Linked DNA regions of Mus musculus: regions 2, 3 and 4 are each linked to region 1. The links are chromatin contacts, called in public Hi-C and HiChIP or PLAC-seq maps. All regions are on one chromosome and are shown on one strand. Each heading gives the region's core, a stretch centred on a gene start, on an enhancer-like site or on the middle of the called end of the contact. The rest is flanking DNA. Distances are from core to core; before and after follow the strand shown.

The links. Hi-C and Micro-C count contacts between places; a contact is called where the count stands out from the background. HiChIP or PLAC-seq counts read pairs in DNA pulled down with a chosen protein or histone mark.
Region 2: a contact with region 1 is called in a Hi-C map of cerebellum, with 1.8 times the contacts expected there. The contact joins the enhancer-like site here to the promoter of Ntng1 in region 1. A contact is called at or near these places in 1 of 39 promoter capture datasets (hippocampal neurons), 1 of 484 Hi-C or Micro-C datasets (cerebellum) and 3 of 9 other capture datasets (adipose tissue, liver and pancreatic islet).
Region 3: a contact with region 1 is called in an H3K4me3 HiChIP or PLAC-seq map of embryonic limb bud, with 2.3 times the contacts expected there. The contact joins the enhancer-like site here to the promoter of Ntng1 in region 1. A contact is called at or near these places in 4 of 39 promoter capture datasets (the 3T3-L1 cell line, cranial neural crest, hippocampal neurons and 1 more) and 1 of 115 datasets of contacts at active chromatin or transcription factors (embryonic limb bud).
Region 4: a contact with region 1 is called in a Hi-C map of cerebral cortex, with 1.7 times the contacts expected there. The contact joins the enhancer-like site here to the promoter of Ntng1 in region 1. A contact is called at or near these places in 1 of 39 promoter capture datasets (hippocampal neurons), 8 of 484 Hi-C or Micro-C datasets (brain, cerebellar granule neurons, cerebellum and 3 more), 2 of 115 datasets of contacts at active chromatin or transcription factors (neural progenitor cells and stem cell-derived neural progenitor cells) and 2 of 9 other capture datasets (liver and pancreatic islet).

The regions. Positions count from the first base shown.
Region 1 is chr3:110,142,184-110,145,229 of GRCm38.p6, forward strand. Ntng1 (netrin G1) reads right to left here and starts at 1,289. Exons shown (of 8, transcript NM_030699.2): 1 at 717-1,289.
Region 2 is chr3:109,994,179-109,996,996 of GRCm38.p6, forward strand. The region is part of intron 2 of Ntng1 (netrin G1); the gene reads right to left. Among named protein-coding and RNA genes, the nearest start is that of Gm25681, 130 kb to the left of the region's middle. Within about 2 kb of position 1,328, at least 29 of the 459 cell types and tissues checked have an H3K27ac peak or open chromatin away from gene starts, as enhancers often do. A contact at or near this core is called in cerebellum and hippocampal neurons, where this site is marked.
Region 3 is chr3:109,889,366-109,892,203 of GRCm38.p6, forward strand. All of the region lies in intron 3 of Ntng1 (netrin G1), which reads right to left. Among named protein-coding and RNA genes, the nearest start is that of Gm25681, 27 kb to the left of the region's middle. Within about 2 kb of position 1,401, at least 7 of the 459 cell types and tissues checked have an H3K27ac peak or open chromatin away from gene starts, as enhancers often do. A contact at or near this core is called in embryonic limb bud, where this site is marked.
Region 4 is chr3:109,931,129-109,933,980 of GRCm38.p6, forward strand. The region is part of intron 3 of Ntng1 (netrin G1); the gene reads right to left. Among named protein-coding and RNA genes, the nearest start is that of Gm25681, 69 kb to the left of the region's middle. Within about 2 kb of position 1,288, at least 10 of the 459 cell types and tissues checked have an H3K27ac peak or open chromatin away from gene starts, as enhancers often do. A contact at or near this core is called in cerebellar granule neurons, cerebellum, cerebral cortex and 1 more, where this site is marked.

The sequences.
Region 1 (3,046 bases), core at 39-2,538:
TTTATTTATTTTTTCCCCAGATGAGAAAACTGGTAAAAGAAAATTTAAATTAAAAAAAAAAAGAAAGAAAAAAAGAAAAAGACAAAGCTTGTGCGATGCGTGTGGTCAGGTGTGTGTGGGAGACAGAGCGCTGCGCGTTGCGGGTGGGTGGATGGAGGCTCAGGATGCAACAGCCTGCGACCCGGTGCTGGGCGCAAGCCTGGGATGTAGTGTGGGTGTGAGCGGTGCGAGTTCTGGAGTGCGCACAGGCTCCGCTCTACCTCCTTAAGGCGCTTTCCAAAGTTCCTCGCCCACCCGGATCTCCCCTCCCGCCCTCGGTGGGCACCGGGGGTTGGCAGAGGGAGGGATAGAAGGAGGGAGGGAACTGATGGAGAAGAGCCACCCAGAAAGGCGCGGGTCGCTAGAGGAGAGGGGAGCCAGCTGCACTTACCCGGGCCCCCCGCTGGCCCTCCACGGGGCGGGAGGCCAGCCGTCGGCGCGGGGCGGCGCCCCTGCCCAGCTTGGTCCCGCGTGGGGCGGAGACCGCGGCTCCGGGGACCCACTGGCGGCGCACGGGGCGCGGGTGGAATGGGAACGCGGCGGGTGTGGACCTGAGCCGCTGCCACCGTAGCCCCGGGGTATCCCGCCCTGCAAGCACCCTGTTGGCGGCGGGAAGGAGGAGTCCACAACCCCAGACCCCATAGCACCCGGCGCCCGGAGTCCCCCGCCCGGGTTACCTTGGTCTCTTGCCCCTGGGGCAGCCTTGTCGCGCGTCGCCCCCTCTCGGAGCCGGGACCCTGACAGGGGGAATTCCTTCCCGTTGACGTCCTCTTCCAAAATGCAAAAGATCAGTGACTTTGACAGGTAGATGAGGGGGAGGGAGAGGGGTGGGCGGAGAGGAAGGGAGGATGAGAAAGGTGCCTCTCCCTCCAAAAATACAGTGGGATTAGGAACCAAATCGCCGCCTTCCGAGGTCTCGGCAACCTTCTCCGCTCGCAGCTTCCCCGCGCCGCCGCCGCCGCCGCCACCACTTCTCGCCTTAAACTTTTACTGTGGGTTTTTTTTCTCTCTCTCTCTCTCTCTCTTCTCTGTTTCTATTCCTTTCTTTTCTTTTAAGCTGCAGAACGATTTTCCCCCCCTGGATCCCAGGGGATCAGAACCAGCAGCCAGGCGGCTCTATCCCGCTTGGCACCGCTTTCATTTTATTTCAGATGAAGACGTTAGGTCTTTTTTTTTTTCTTTTTTGTCAGAAGCGACATAAATCAGGACAATTAGCCTTGGCGCCAAGAAGATCCTCTCGAAGCAATTTCGCCCCGGTTTTCTTCGCGCATTCCTCCACTCAAGTCAGAAATGTCACTGAACATAGCGTTGATGGCTGCGAGACGCGACGCACCCAAAGTCCGTTTGATGAAATATACATGGCCCCAAGATGCTTCGGGATTGCGGTTCGCCGCTACCCAGCCCCCGCCCGCGGCGCCCGGCCGGGACCCTGCTCCCAGCCCGCAGCCAGCTCTCGGCAAACTTAGGGGCGCGGACGAATTAGAGAGTGAGCGCCAGGGGCCCGCAAAGCGACGAGCGACGAAACAGCCCCAGGAAGCCGCAGCCCTCGGAGGGGTGGCGTGTTCTTCTCACTTAAAAAGCAGATCTTCTGCAACTGCCAGCGAGTGGAAGGATTGCAAAAAAACCTTACACTACCTCGAGACCTGGGCGCTCCGAGCGGTCCTAACTCCGTCCCGCTCGCTGCTTCTACTGCTGCTGCTCTGGCCACCACCGCTGCCACTGAGCAGGGACCTCCAGCTACTAGGACAAGACCACACACAGCCTTATCTTTGTTGATACTCAGAAGCACGGTTGCTACTGGCTCCCCCTTTACCCTCTACTTCTGCCCCCTCCCCTCTGCTCTTGCATTACCTCCCCGCACACAACGGAGCGCACCCTCTTCACCCTAACTGGGAGCAAGGTGGGTGGTATTTTTTAACTTGGAATTAGTTTGCAGAGCCAGAGCTTCGGACCTCCGTGGTGTGAAACCTATCCCACTTTAAAAAGTTGAAGTCCAAGTAGGAGCTCTGCATCAACTGCATCCTTGTTTTTCCCCATGACAGACAAAAGCCACCTGGCCCCAGGGCTTCCTTCTCCCATTAATACGTCTCAGACTCTCCTAAGATTCCCCCTAGCTACTTTCTAATGTGAACTGCAAACCAATCCGACTTACATAGGAAGGGAGAGATGTTAATTAGAAAAAGGACATTGTAATGAGGAAAAGACATAGGCATCTTAATGGCACTCCCCAACCTGGGATCTTCCTATACAGCAAAGAGAAGAAGCCATGTAAGGAGCTGTCTTGACTAACACCTGATTGTGATTGGATTTGACAGCAACCTGTCTCTGTGGTTCAAGGATTTGAGGGAGGAACTGACAAGATGCTTCTCAGGCTGGTGGGGGTAAGATGACAAGGGGCTCGTGTGTGTGTGTGTGTGTGTGTGTGTGTGTGTGTGTGTGTGTGTGTGTGTGTGTGTGTTAGGGACACTGGAGTAGAGGTGTTCACTCAGTGTAAAACAAAGGGTCAGAAATGGGTACCTGTGAGCATCGGGTCACTAGCTAAATACCCCAAAGTGAAGGCAAGCAACTAAAAGAGGCAGGGACATTTTCCAGCAATGGCTGGGATTGAGTGATGTTGGCAGAGAGGGTGTGCGGCCAGAAGGCTACTAAATTGAGGCCTGGAAAGGAAGAGGGATTCCAACCACCAGGACCTGTCCAACACCTTGGCCTTCCTTCAACACCTGAGAAGACAGGGAATGCTCCCAGTGTTCTTCCCAGGGCTGGAGCCTGAGTTTTCCCCTCTCCGTTCCTTTCTCTTTGTTCTTTGACCCTGAAATTTTAAGAATGGAATCTCACCCTTAGGGGATGAAGCTGCTGGCAAACCCGCAGCCATTGCTGGCTCTGCCTCTAGCTTGTCTCCTCCAAGATCAAAGCATATTGATACTGTGGAAATACTGTCCATTCTCCAACCCACCCACCCACTCACCCTCCCTCTCTGGTCCCAGAGCACTGACAGGCTCTGCCAGAA
Region 2 (2,818 bases), core at 78-2,577, 150 kb before region 1:
TGCCAGACTTATGTCTCAGCAGCTGGTTTAGCTCTAGGAAAACAGGACTGTTGGTCATATACCTAGATATACCTTCATTGGCATTCCTGATTCGTCAGTGAACTCTGCCTTGATTGGTAAGGATCGATGTACTATTTGTTGTTTATAATTCTACTTCAATGTGAATGGAAGAAGGAAGTCACCATAAAAAAAAAAAAAGGGATAACAATGGATTTTAACAGTGAGTAGACAAAACTTCAGATTATGTGAAACCACATGCCATTATCAGTAAGAACGGAAGGAAAGAAAGACAGCTGCTATTTAAAAGGTATAAATTTTATATGAAGTAGATATGGACAAAAAACTTACATGGCATGCTTTGAATCACTTAGAGGTTTTAGTAAACTAATCAATTTGACTTTGGTGATTTTGAGTGATTACAGTCAAGAAACTGGCAGTATAAATAATAAAATGTAATCTTAATATTCAATTCTACCATAACACCAAAGTTGACACTGTTACAGTGAACAGATTGGGGGGGGGGGCTACCACTTCATGGGACATATGGAAGGTATTAAATATTGTTACCAAAACAGTGTAAAAACTTAAATCACTTATTGATTTAAGTTCCTTAAGTATTATGGTAGGTATTTCTGACGTTCATTTCTTGTAAATAAGCGAACATATTGGGGTGTAGCACAATTTGACTTCTTAATTGGCAGCTGGATGTCTCTGCCCAGTTGCCCTAGGTCTCTCAGTCATACAACAAAGCATTACTGCCACCACGATCATTACAGAGAGGTCCCGAGATACATTCAGAAAACTATTCAACAATCCCAGCTAATGACTCCAGCTCCAGGAGGCACATGTTCAATTAGGACTATTTTAATTTTATTTTTTAAACTGGGAATCTAGATAACCCTGCAATCACTTTTATCTTCACCAGACCTTGGCGACATAGCAGAGGGACACTGTGGCTTGTGCTAAAGGAACTATGGTGTGACTGGGGAAACACAAACCTTCATTTGCATGTGAGAGCTCCCCTGGTCGGTACAAATGTCTCTTCTCTGGCTGTGTGAGCAGTCTGCTTCCTTACTTGGCCTGGAAGCTGGGAGACAATTTTCTGTGCTTTCTCCTGTAATATTGGAACATTAGGCCCAATTAAAGGCTTCTCCGGAGTTGGCTTTCCCTGCCTCTTTCTAGCAGAGCCTCCCAAGCTGAAAGAAGAAGCTGCAGAAACAGCGAAGTGGCAGTGGGGCCAGTAGCAGCAGGCAGTAGTGACAGTATGCCAAGATGAGGATGCTGCGGACAGGCTGGCTCTTTGGAAGCTGAAGAAGAGGTGAAGCTGAACAGATGGCAGACCACGCTGTGTAAGTGTCAGAATGGCTAAGTACACAGACAGCTGCAGAAGGGGTCAGGCTAAGAGAAAGTACAGAAACAATAAAAAAAAAAAAAAAAAAAAAAAACAGCAGTGGCTGCCTCTCACCAGCAGTAACTGTGACAGAGGCCGTAGCAACAAGAGGCAGCTGAACAGTTAAAGAAGTCAGAGCAGGAACAAGGGGAGGTGGGCAGGAGCAGAGAGAAGACAATGAGACGAGGCTGAAGAAGTACAGAAGGCTACAAAATGCCACTAGAGGAAAAACTACAGGTTCTGGCCTCAGGAGTTCCAGAGAGCAGCCAAATGTTGATACGCAAGGTGCTCAGACACCCCAGCTGAGAGCTGTAACAAGTCTCCACTACCAAGGGCTGATGATTCTGATTAGCTAGGACTTCCCAGTAAACTGGAATACCAGCGGCTGTCAAGGGCTAAGGAATCCTTTGACCCCAGGCCTGTATCAGTGTTATAACACTTAGAATTAAGGGTCTCTCCACCAAAGGCCTAAAAGCAAGCTGTATCACTAAAGGGGATGACCAGCAGCTGCTCACGCATGCATGCTGCTGCCCATCACCAGAGATCACGAAACGATGCCTCGAAGAGTCATGGAAGAGTTTGCCTACCCATGATCTGGGTAGAGCAAAGGACAAGGCATGGAGTCTTGAAAATGTAAGAATAACTGAGAAGCTGGTCAGCGGGGTGAAGAAAGGGAAAAGAAAATGTAGGGGCGTGAACGTTTTTCTGTAAGGAAATCACATTCACTGAAGTTTATCAAGCAAGAAATCAGAAAGCTACCAATACCATGAGTAGACCACCTAATACCACTAATGATCAAATAGTGGGGAAAGAAGAATTAGTTAAAATAGTAGCATGACTTTATCTTTTTTTTCCTCATGTTTCATAGCAGAGAGCCGGCAGATATATAAAAGTTCTAATGAAGAAAGCAAGGCAAATGCACACTAGGATGGAAACATCATAAAATCAAAGGCCCAAAATGATTAAGAGGTTGGCTCTGGGCAGTGAGAATGAACAAATGAAATGTCACTCAACCTTGGGTTTTCTTTCCTTGATCCCTTATACGGGTTTTAAAAGAGGTAATAGAACAATCAGAAAGGTAAAGATTTTGTTGTGAATCACTGCCTGTATGTAAATGAAGTAGAGGAAAACCAAGTAATCAACTCCCCCCCCCCACCCTGAGCCCCAAATCTTCCCTCTTCAAGTTTAGGAAAAAATAACAAGTGAACACAGACCCAGTATTCGCTGCACCTGTGAAAGACCAGGGAAAACCAAAACAGCAATAGCTTATCCTGCTTCTGTAACCACAAAGAGAAAACTGGAAAATAGTTCTTCAGCAAAGAGGCTAGTCTTTACCAGCTCAAGGGATCCTCAAGGAAATAACGGATTCACACAGGAGTGGAAAGAAATGCAAAGGCTTTTGTCAATGAGCTGAAACTCACAAGAAAA
Region 3 (2,838 bases), core at 151-2,650, 250 kb before region 1:
TAATGGCTCAAGGAAATGAAATAGTTACCACCATTTATACCATTAGAGATGGAGCTCCAACATGTTTCTTAACGCATCTGTTTCTTTTTTCTTTAGAAATTGACACACACCCTAGAAGTCTAACATTCACATGGATATCGAAGGCCTAAAATGGCCAAAGCAATGCTGCAAAAAGAGCAAAGACTGGAGACTAACACTCTGTCGCGCCATGACTCATAAAGCTGGATTAGTTAAAACAGTGTGATATTGGTGTAAAGATAGATTAGAGAACAGAAGTGTCCAGAAATACACACACACACACACACACACACACACACACACACACACACACACACACACACTTATGTATAAGTGATTTTTCGCAAATGCAAAGGCATTCCAGTAGATAAAGGGTACTTTTATTCCAACACTAACTGGGTCTAGAACAGTTGGTCACATAAAAATGGATTTCTATCTATAACATTTGAAAAAAAGATTTAAAAGTTGATCATACAATTAAATATGAACACCCAAAACTTATCAGAAGAAAACACAGATAACATTGAGTTGGAAAATACTTTGCAATTATAACAGTAATCTAATCAATTCACAAGAACAAATTTTGAAATTGAAATGATCTTTTCTTCAAAAGATTATGTTCCACACATGTGCTAAACACACTAACACACACACTCACACACACACACATGAAAATGGAAAAAAGAAAAGAAACCATGTTAACAGAAAAATAATGACAAATTATAGTCTGGAAAGAAGTACTTGCAAGACACATCGACAACAAAAATGTCTTCAGAGTACAAGTCTAAAGCACAAGAAGGCAATCTAAGCATGTAATCTGTTTATTTTTGTACATATAATATGTGTTGTGCATACTCATGCATGTTCATATGTGTGAGTTCACATGTGTATGGGGCTGCATGTGTGTGTGTGTGTGTGTGTGTGTGTGTCTGTATGTGGAGACCTGAGGATGCCATCAGGAATTTTTCTGTATTGTTCTCCCTCTTCTAGTGAGGCAGGGTCTCTCAGACTTTCCATTGTACTGGAGTAACAGGCAAGTCTTCCCTTCTGTACAACAATGAAGTGGGTTCAGGAGATCTAAAATCCAGTCTTCACACTTGCTTGGCAAAAGTTTTGGTCACGAAACACTCTCCCTAGCCCTAATTTATTTGAAAATAAAGAAAAATGATCATAAAAATTGTTAAAGATTTCATATATTACTTAATCAAGAAATTACATGGAAACCTGGAAAATGAGTCTCATTGCCATTAATCTTTTTTTTTTTTTTTTTTTTTTTTTTTTTTTTGAGACAAGGTTTTTCTGTGTAGTTTGGGATGTCTTAGAACTTTCCCTCTGCCTCCCGAGTACTGGGCTTAAAGGCATGCACCACCACTGCCTGGTGTCATTAATCATTTTTAAAGTGCTAATAAAAGTCACAGTGTGGGAGCAGCAAGATGGCTCAGTAGGAAAATACACTTACTGTGAAACCTGATGCCTTGAGTTCAATCCCTGAGCCCCAGATGCTGGAAAGGAATTAACTTTTGGAAATTATCCTTTGACCTCCACATTCATGCTGTGACATGTACCTGTATGTCCATGTATGTACTCACATGCACAAACACAAAAATATAAACAAAAACTTTAAAATGCATGTTGGTGGAAACATAGTTTATTATAGTTAGCTTAGTTGAGAATCTTGGCTAGTCTCCAGAATTTGTTGGTAAGCTCTTATTGCTAAAGCTGGAGATATAGTATGCTTGAGTCTTAGAACAAAGAAAAATCAAACTAGTACCAACCTAGAAACTTCATCCTAGCTTTCATAGTAGTGGTTGATGCTATGGGAGCTACCAGAGGGAAAAACAATAATAAATATTACCCAATGTTATTGGCTTTATATTTTCTTATCTGTTGGCTTTAACAAATACCACCAGCCTGCCAGGATTATGCTCACTGGTACAATAGTGTCGTGAATGGCCATGTGAGTAACCAACCGCTTTCTGGTGGGATGTATGGCTCTCTACAAAAGACTGAGCCCATTCTTGGCACTGTTATTGGATAAATCATGGATAGTGCCTATGTATGTGGCTAGATAGGTCAAAGCCCTAGGGGACAATCTAGTAGATTATCTATTAGCATTATTCTACTAACTAGATATAGTATTAAATCAAATCATAATGATTTATCACTATATCCATCGATTAGTTAATACATCTTTCAACCCTTATGAAAAATCTCTGAGATTAACACAGAGATCCATAACCGGTTAGGGTATAGAGAATAAAAGACGGTGAAATACTTATCCTTAAAAGGGACAGCTATATCACACCACCACCACCAAAGCTCGGGGATCATTGTACAAGATGGAGTAGAAAGATTGTAAGAGTCAGAGTATGTGGATGACCACAAGGAAATGGTATTTTCCAGACATAGTAGGGTAGTTGCACATGTAAATCTACAACATGTGACGACAAGCACAAGATCTGCTCAAGTTCAAGGTACATAAAGTACTAGAATTGGGGGGGGGGCAGGGGGAGGAGTTGTTCATCAGCCTAGCTGAGAAGCAAGTGCTATTGGCTACTGGTGGAGCTGTTGGCAACTGTTAGTTGATGTGAGAGTGAGAGACAGTTGTTTTGTTTTGTAATGGTGTCAACCGGTGGTAGGTCAGTCATGCTTCAATGGACAGCCCCCACACTCAGAAGTCCATGAGCAGCACACATCATACTCTGTAGTATTTTTGAAAGGGTATAAAAGGAGGACAAGAAACTGGAAGGAGTACGGAGGAGGGCTGTTAGACCGTGAAAGGCAGTTTGTGTTCTGGTCGAAGGAGGCTTACTCAGGAGA
Region 4 (2,852 bases), core at 38-2,537, 210 kb before region 1:
CCTTCCATTAGTGATATTATTGTAGTATTACCCTGTAAATTAAAATGAGATCAAGACTAAGAGAGTGGCTCTTTAATTAAGGTCCTGGCGCAGCGAACTCCTCTATTATTCACTAGAGAAAATCACCCTGATTTACTGAAGCAGGACAGCCATAAGTCAGAATTAGCCCGTGAAGATTATTAGGTTTATTGAACAGTGTAAGTACTATGGCGTGGCTGAGATTGCCAGTAGCACTGCTGCTTCTTCTTCCTCCTCCTCCTCTATTATCTTAATAAATACTCAATGAGAAGAGGCAAAGGAAAACAGAAGAAGCATGTGGCAAGAGAGAAATGCATTTTATGATAATATCTTTATTTTTGTCATCAGCTCAATAGATACTGGATCTATCACATGGTAAGAAGAGCCTAAATGACCCATTAACCTAACGTTAGTCAAAACATTGCTTTTATGTGAAGTAACACTTGTCGATAAAAAAAAAAACCTACATATGCATATGTACATTATATATTTTCAACTATTTCCATTTCATAGTTTAATATGTTAAGGTATTTATATGTTGGTTTTTTTGAGACAGGGTTTCTCTGTGTAGCCCTGGCTGTCCTGGAACTCACTCTGTAGACCAGGCTGTCCTTGAACTCAGAAATCTGCCTGCCTCTGCCTCTCAAGTTCTGAGATTAAAGGCATGTGCCACCACTGCCCGGCAAAATGTGTAGCCCAGGCTGGCCTTGAACCTCTGCCTCCAGCAAATCCTACTGGGGTGTGCCACCACAATCTGTTACCTGTTTTGCAAACATTTATATCTGATCTCCATCCAAATTCTATACAATAATTTATATAAATTCCTACATAATGCTTGGATGGTATTGGAAATGAGCAAGCAGAAAAATATCATTATTATTCATGGATACAGACATGTAAAGACATAAGATTTTGTGATTGTGTGATCATGGGCTGATGATAAAGGCAAGGTATGGGAAAAATGACCTTGCTTATACTTTGGAAAATTTAGAACTTTGTCTTAGACATCATCTACTAGCAGACACACTTTGTATAGATGACCTGTTGTTTAAGGGAGAGATAACAAAGGGCATTAATCCTGAAATTTTCAAGGGAAAATAATCATGATGCCGGGAGGTCTCAAGAGCCACCGTTGCTCAGCTATCTGTTTAGTGATTCCATCATAAGCAAATATTTCTTACATAACTTGAAAGCTGGAGACACGCCGGAGCCATCAGGCCTTGCTTCTTTAGTCCCTCCCCCAGGACTAAAAATACTCCGGCCATCTGGTGCCTAGTGCGGTACATGCCAGCATCAGTTTGCCCCGAGGAATTTGGACAGAGGGTGGAGGTGACAGAGCAGCACCGTATGGAAGAGCCTCACCTCTACTGGACCTCTCTTTTTTGCCCAGCTGCTTCTCACAGGCTCACAGCTATCTGGTGAACAGGAGTGACAGTAGAGGTGAGACTCTGGGAAGGCAGCTTGATAGAATCTGGGTCCAGCTCAACTCTCACGGCCAAAGAAAAGCAGCTGGAGGTCATTGCTAAGGAGAGGCTTAAGAGAAAGGTGAGAAGTCTAGAGGGATTCAGCGTTCTTGGCGTGCCACCTTTAGGAGATGGCCTGTCTAACTCCAATGGAGCATGCATAAAGCTGTCCTTAGCTCGAAAACGTGTTTTACACTTTCTTTCAAAAGAATCAGAGAATAGAAAAATGAATTTCTAACAGCAAAAATAAGCTCTGACACCGGTTATTTCATAACTGTAAACCTCTGAAAGGTTGCCTTTCTGACAAGGCCAAATCAAAGTTTTGGGGGTATAGTGATCTCTAGAAACTCAACTATACATGAAAGAGTCTTCAAACTGCCAGAAACTGACCTAGCTGAATTTAATATAACAGAATCACATAAATCTCAGGCTATTAATTTTGAGCTTTATTCTTTTAGTCATTTTGAGTTATTTGTCATTTGATGTTGGTGTGCTATTGTTAAAAATACTAAACATTTTCATATAGCATATACAAAAAAGAATAAATAGGATCACATTTGAAATTGATAGTCTTTGACTAAGTTGTCTCTGAACTGTGACCAGACAGAGTCAAGTCTGAGAAGACAGCAACTCATTGCCCTGTCATAATCTCCTGCTAATCCATGCATACTTCTCTTAACACTAGGGGACCCAAGCTCAGTGTGGGTATCAATATAGCAGGGCATAAATCTCTCAAAAATATTAACTTGCTTTTAAGATATTGTCATCATCCATCACTGAGACCTTGGTTAAACGTTGACAGTAGGGTCCATAGCTAAAGACTTTTCACTGGCCACGAGGAACACAGCACAAATCAGAGGAGACAGCCACAAATTCATGTTATTTTTTTTTCCACAGTTAGCATCCTGAAACCCTAGATGCCTCTCTAAGTAAGGTTTACCATTGCTTCTTTTTTTCTCATTCTGACACTCAACAGCAACAAATGCCTAGTCATTAGCCTGTGGCAGGCAGACAACTCTCTGAAGGGCCAGAGTCTCAGCACCTCTAGTTGCTGAGGACTAGATAGACCTAAGAGAATCTGAAGGCCAGCCAACTGCATGAAGCCTGATTAAGTGGGTTCATTCCATTGTTTGTTCAGATCTATATGCCAGGTATACCATTTACACACTTACCCTCGTCTATCTTCACAGTTTAGAAATGGTTACTTCTTTGCTTATATTTCTTTATTTCCTACCCAGCATGCTTCCATTCCCATCATGCCTTGCTGAATGAAAAATCTCAATGTTGGTAGTGTTTGTTCTCATTATTGGAGTTTTTCATTCAAACAGCTTCAAATTCTTTGTAACTTAATTACAGTGATATATATATATA